Regions from separate parts of the Zea mays genome. Here region 1 is linked to region 2. A link is a contact called in public Hi-C data. All regions are on one chromosome and are shown on one strand. The core of a region is the stretch at or near the end of the contact, and the rest is flanking DNA. Distances in the headings are between cores, read along the strand shown. Region 1 holds the start of LOC103638882 (molybdenum cofactor sulfurase). Region 2 overlaps LOC100383706.

Region 1 (3,321 bases), core at 510-3,009, 100 kb before region 2:
GCCCTTTTGAGAGTTTTATAGAACCTACTGATAAAGGGGGGTAGAAAGGAAAAATAACTATTTTGCCATATTTCTGAGGGCGTCGGAGTATAAATATATATAGATCAAGCAATGATGATACATTGCATCATTGGAGCATGTACTTGCATAATGATATATACATTAACTAGTCAATAAGTAGAGTTGTAAACCATGGTAGGATACTCTCTTATCCCAAGAACACTATTATGATTTTCCATTGTGTACATATAGCAACTGTCTCTACTCCATGGAAAACATTCACCAACAAGTTTTAGGGCTGCTGTTGCCCCTGATGTAAATATACATTTGTAGTCCCTTGGAGATGCATTGAAGTATTTTAGGACCTGTGAGGATAAAGTTTGCATCATAAGCAAGAAAAGGCTGGTTGCAACTTCTCTCATGTGCATACAATTGTGTACAACGTTAGCACCATTTTACAGTTCTTTTGATCAGAGTGAAGCATGAAAACTATATCCATACTCCTTTTCAACTTCAATTATATGTAATTGAGTATTTCTAGTTTAGAACATATGCTGAAATAGACATGTAAATAGTTGTTGTGACTTGTTAGCATAATATCAGTAACGGATGCCAATCACTAGCATTGGCTTTCTTAAACGAACTGCTGCAGTGCTAGCTGATTTTCAAAAAGAAAAAAGAAGTTCCATAATGGAAAATACAAACATAAGAAATGATAGGTCCATTTTTTTATAATATGCAGTACCTGATGCCGCACAGAAGTAACAGCATCGATTGTAGCCATGCTTGAATCGTTCTGGCTATCTTAAGGCATGTCAAAGAACACAACCACAATAAATTTTAAAAGGAAATGCATATCAACGAAAGAACAATCTCTTGTGAACAGACCTCCCAAATTTAAGGATACGAGGATTCCCATAGACATTAGACATAAGGTCTCTAGCAACATCCGTCATCTGTGCCTCTGAGTACAGTGTCGCACCAGCATGGTCCAGGTAAACCATCCCTGCTCCTCAAAACAAACACATCTTTAGAAACTAGCAAAGTAGCAAGCTGCAAACTTCTATACATGTTAAGCTTAAAATTATCCTCTTAACGAAATACATTCTCAGTCACGTCGTCAAAATTGACATAACTCCTCTTAGCCACATCAACAAAGCTCAAACTTCCTAATAAAAGAAGGTCGCGGAATGAATTTAGGAGATCGCGAAATCACACCTTCCAGGCGCTTGAACTCGGCGGCCCGCAGCTCGTCGATGCCCCTAGGCGCGTCCGGGTAACCGTAGTCCCCACCGAACTGCTTCAAGAACTCCGCCTTGCTCTGGCCCATCTCTCTCTCTCTCCCGCAACTCCCCAAATGGCAATCAAGTTATCAAATATCAATCCGACCCAAACGGATAAGATTACGCTCCAAAAGAACTTGGAGAGGAGCAATTCTTATTGCTGTCCCTGGAATTAAGTGCTACCGAGAATGGAGGTGATCACCAAATCGGGTTCTGAATTGGTTGGGATCGTGTTTCAGTTTCTCCGCTCGTGCTGGACGATAACCATACGGCGTGGGGCAAGAAAGCCAGTAGCGTGGAATCTCTTGACGGCTAGGGACCAGCGGGCGGGAGGTAGAACTGTGGAAGGCTCGAAGAGAAGAAGATGCGTAAGAGCTCGCGCAAGCAACGCAATATTCCACACCACCTCCACGGTCAATGGAGCGGCCATAGGCCATAGGGCATAGGGGAGCTTCCGTTTTCTGCAAGCGTCAGCGATGACGTGGGGAGGAGACCGAATACACTCTTGCCCCACCGCTTCTGTCTGCATGGGCCGGTCTGGGCCAAACTCGTGGCAGGTGGCCATGTAGGCCCCCAGACCTAAGCATGGCACGTAGATACGTTGTGCTATGGCCCAAGTAAAGGGGTGTTTAAAATTGCTCCAATTCTAGCTCCAATACAAAACTATAGTTTATAATTTTTTTGATAAAAGAATATTTTATTAATAACTTTAAGCACGTTACATCTAGAGATAAAGCCTTTAAAATTTCTTTCGGTCTCTACTTAAAAAGCACACAACTTTGAAACAAATAAACTTGATAACTCACATACTCTAATAATAATCAATCTGAAGACTAGACCGCCACATATGTATCCGTGGGAAAGTCATTTGTCAGACGCATCAAGTATTGTGTAGCCTCCACAACCATAGGTCGCAACTCCGCATTCTGGAAAATAGCCCATATTCGAGGCCAATGAGCAATGATATGGATAACCTGCGAGGGAGAAGAATTAGTTTCCTTTTCAAAGACAATATCATTCATGTGTAACCAAAGAGACCAACATGTTGTAGCACCACCAAGTAAGATTATCTTTCTAATATTTCTATCAAAGTCACTAAGCCAGGTACCAAACAAATTGGAGACATTAAACGGTTTAGATATCGTGAAGGGCATGTGAATTAAAGCCCATGTCATATGAGCAAACCAACAATAAAAAATAAGTGTTGAATTATCTCTTCTTCATTACAAAAGCAACATATTTTGTTTCCTTGCCAGTTGCGGCTTGCTAAATTATCATTTGTTAGTATCACTCCCCTCCTAAGATACTACAAAAAGATTTTGATCTTAAGTGGGGCTTTTATATTCCACATGCTTTTATTTAAATTTGGTACCTCACGCCTAATCAATGCTTGATAATGTGACTTTGCATAGAATTGTCCTCACGGGGACAATGTCCAAGTAGAAGGCGTCCACATCTCATGTTAGGTGAATGTTAGTGATGCGTGAAAGTAATTCATTCCATGCCACCAATCTAGACCCAAACAAAGTTCGTCTCCAAAAGATGTTAGCTTATGTTGTCGGCAATGGTTACGTGCTTCTTTCTAGTTATACTATATAACACAGAGTATTGGTCTTTTAGAGCATTTGTTCCAAACCATGTATCTTCCTAGAACATCACATGCGATCCATTATTAGTCTTGAAGGTTCCAAAGCGAAAAAAGTATTGCTTCATCTTCATCAAACAAAAAAATGTGAGTCTTCTAATTTCCATGCCGCTTGGGCAAGTGGTTTCGAGCCCAAATATTTATTTTTTAAAATTGGTGTCAAGTTCCCTCTTATGTTAATAATCTAAATAACCATTTACTCAGTAAGGCTATGTTAATATTCAAATCATGGATCCGAAGGCCTCCTTGATTCTTAGGTTGGCATAGGATACTCGATCTCACAAGGCAATATTTTCTTTTATTCTTGTCACCTTGCTAGTAGAAACGAGAGCTAAAATAATATAGTTTTCTAAGAACGCCTATGGGAACCGCAAGAAAAAGACATCATATACA
Region 2 (3,340 bases), core at 757-3,256:
TGGGAATGCAATTTAAGGTGGTATATAAACAAGGGAAAGATAATTTGGTGGCTGATGCTCTCTCTCGGGTGGGACATTTGATGACTTTGACATCTGTGAGTGAAGTTCAGCCTTTATGGATCCAGGAGGTCCTGAATTCATACTTCACAAATCAGAGGCCCAACAACTCTTGGCCCAGCTCAATGTCCATAGTCCTGATGGCCAAGGGTATCATCTTAGCAAGGGATTGATCCGAAAAGGAGACCTCATTTGGATTGGCGACAATTCTGCCCTCCGAACCAAACTGGTGGCTGCCCTCCATGATAGTGCCATATGGGGGCACTCGGGGGGTCCAAGCCACTTATCAGCGCCTGAAGAAGTTATTCTATTGGAGGGGTCTGAAAGTTGATGTGGAGGATTACGTGAATCAATGTCAGGTCTGCCAACATGCTAAGGTTGAAACACTTCATCCACCAGGGTTATTACAACCCCTACCTATGCCTCAAGGGGCGTGGCAAGAGATCACATTAGACTTCATTGAGAAACTTCCCAAATCTGAAGTGTACGACACGATCTTGGTGGTGGTTGATCGCTTTACAAAATATGCTCATTTCGTGGCTCTGAAACACCCTTTTACAGCAGCTAAGGCCGCTCAGGTGATGTTAGATCAAGTGTCAGACTTCATGGACTGCCCAAGTCGATGGTCAGTGACCGAGACAGGATATTCACCGGTGCTTTTTGGACTCACTTGTTCAAACTGCTGGGCACCAAGTTGAACTTGAGTAATGAGTACGTCCTATCATCCTCAATCCAATGGTCAGAGTGAGCGAGTTAACCAATGTGTGGAGATGTATCTTTGTTGTGCTGTCCATGCCCAACCTCAACGATGGAAGTCTTGGCTTTCGATTGTAGAATTCTGGTACAACTCGTCTTACCACACTACTCTGGGATGCTCACCCTTCAAAGCTCTTTATGGTTACGAACCACCATTTGCTGTCGCTCCGATGTTGACATCTGAAACTGACAAAGATGTGGCTACCTTGTTGTCTGAAAGAGCTGTGTTCACGACTCTTTCGCAGGAACAATTGGCTGCTGCGCGTAACCGTATGAAGATGCAGGCAGATAAGTTGCGTACTGAACGCCAGTTTTCAGTGGGCGACTTGGTTCTACTCAAGCTGTAGCCTTACATCCAGCAGTCAGTGGTGTCTCGACCATGTCCCAAACTTGCCTTCAGATTCTTCGAGCCATACAAAGTATTGGAGAAAGTGGCCTCTGTCGCTTATCGCTTGGAGTTACCCCCTACTGCTCAAATATACCATGTGTTCCATGTTTCTCAACTCAAGCCATTCACTCGCAATTATACGCCAGTGTTCACCACATTACCTCATTACCAGGATCTGGCTCAGCATGATGTGGTTCCTAAGGAAATTTTGGACCGACGTTTGGTGAAGAAGGGCGGCAGAGCTGTGCCACAGGTGCTTATTCTGAGTCATCTTTCTCCTGATTCAACGACCTGGGAGGATTTCTACGTGCTTCAGGAACGTTTTCCTCATTCCCTTGCTTAGGGACAAGCAAGCTCTCGGGAGGGGGCAACTGTCACGCCTGACGTCCAAGACACAAGTGACAGAGAAGACTGGAGAAGAAGAGGTGAGCGAAGGAGGTGGAAAGCTGTGAATCATTGTGTCGGGCGGGGAAGAGTGTCTATCAGGGTTGTGGGCCAGGGTGCGTATGAGAGTTGGGCCGGCCGCCTGTGGATGAGATATGGAATATCATAACAGAAAAACCACCTACCGTACTCGCGTTGTCTCTCCCGACGACGGCGATCGCGTGCTCACGTCCCGGTGTCCATCGCCGGTGGCCCGTGGCCACGCGTATAACAGCGAGGTGGCCAACATAGGAGGCATGCGTCTTGGAAAAGAGGATAGAGGAACGGTAGTGCCAACGACAACATCTACGCGTATAACAGCGAGGTGGCCAACATAGGAGGCACGCGTCTTGGAAAGAGGATAGAGGAACGGTAGTGCCAACGACAACATCTGGCACGCGTCTTGGAAAGAGGATAGAGGAACGGTAGTGCCAACGACAGCATCTAGCCAACATGTGTGCCCCCAACGAGCCTGTTGTTTGATGAAATGTCTGTGAAGAATGACGTCTCCTAGAATTAGTGCAAGCCAGAAAGTTCAAAAACTTTACAAACTCCATAGTGGAGCTACTCCACGGAGAGCTATAAAAGGTGGAGTGAATAGTCCCAAACACCCCCTAACTCCTCAAATTTCTAGAGATTTTCTAGAGCCAGAACTGTCTCAAACAGGGTCACAGGTGACGTTATTGAAACTTTTCCAATCCTAAAAATTATACTGCAAAATCCGGCAGATCCCCATGCCTGGAAATGGCCACTCTACGAATTCAGAATAAAAATTATGGAGAATGGCATCCAAACGCCCACGTCAAAATGCCCCTGGTAGCTTTTATAATGTACATACACCCAAGCACTATCATTCCCATGGAGGAGAGATCACCAAAATCTCATGGATCTAAGAGTTGTACAGTTCCTGTTGCTCCTTGAGGGAATTTTACAAGATCTAGATCGACTGTACATAAAAGCGTAAAGCCTAGACTCAACTTAGGATATGATACAGTGTTGGCCAACTAGTAAGTACTAAGACAGAGGCTGCGCTGGCTGGACAGAGCAGGAGCTGCTGAAAGAATTTGGATCCTTCAGAACCCTCCTAGAACAGCCAGTGCTTCTTCTTCGTCTTGCGGGTCAGGAGATCTGCAATGTGCAGAAAAGGAACTCATTTAGCACTAGTTTGGAAACTTAAATCCCCTCCCCGGGATTGAGGGGATGGAGGGGAAAATTAAGTTAATTTTCTCCTCAATCCTGGAGGCTCCGGGATTTAAGTTTCCAAACTAGGCCTTAGAATCTATTCAGAAACGAGGAATTATTACAGAAGATATAAGTACATTTGGTTAAAAATCAATGATGAAACATTTTTAAGTAAATTTATAATGATGTAAAGTTGCAATGCAAATCAGAGGTTCACCAAGTCTGCAAAATACTTACCGTCGATTCCATACAAGGAATTGTAGTGTACTTCACACCAGAAGCTTAGCCAAAGCTCTGCAAAAATGTGTACCATCACTGGGATTAGGTGGTAATGATTCCTGCAGAACCTAAATATACTATTGTGGTTTGCATCTTGCAATGGTTGAATGCAGAATTGTCTCAAGAGCAGAATAGATGCTGCAATGCTGGTGCCAGAGAAGTTCGATATGGAACCAAGCATCTGATAACTGAGCAGCAGGGTAGCCAAGCCCTTACCTTTTGTGGGAGTTAGATCCCTAGGGACTATCTCAATTA

Evidence for each region. Hi-C and Micro-C count contacts between places; a contact is called where the count stands out from the background.
Region 1: a Hi-C map of ear shows a contact between it and region 2, with 3 times the contacts expected there. The contact joins the promoter of LOC103638882 here to the enhancer-like site in region 2. A contact is called at or near these places in 4 of 25 Hi-C or Micro-C datasets (ear, endosperm, tassel and 1 more).

What each region holds. Positions count from the first base shown.
Region 1 is chr9:115,784,142-115,787,462 of Zm-B73-REFERENCE-NAM-5.0, reverse strand. It overlaps LOC103638882 (molybdenum cofactor sulfurase), which reads right to left and starts at 1,759. Exons shown (of 22, transcript XM_020544069.3): 1 at 1,219-1,759; 2 at 908-1,006; 3 at 746-804; 4 at 205-365. The coding sequence starts at 1,330.
Region 2 is chr9:115,683,242-115,686,581 of Zm-B73-REFERENCE-NAM-5.0, reverse strand. It overlaps LOC100383706, which reads right to left. Exons shown (of 10, transcript NM_001176343.1): 8 at 3,302-3,340; 9 at 3,044-3,100; 10 at 2,425-2,752. The coding sequence ends at 2,709. Among protein-coding and RNA genes, the nearest start is that of LOC100383706, 10 kb to the right of the region's middle. Within about 2 kb of position 2,006, at least 17 of the 20 cell types and tissues checked have an H3K27ac peak or open chromatin away from gene starts, as enhancers often do. A contact at or near this core is called in ear and tassel, where this site is marked.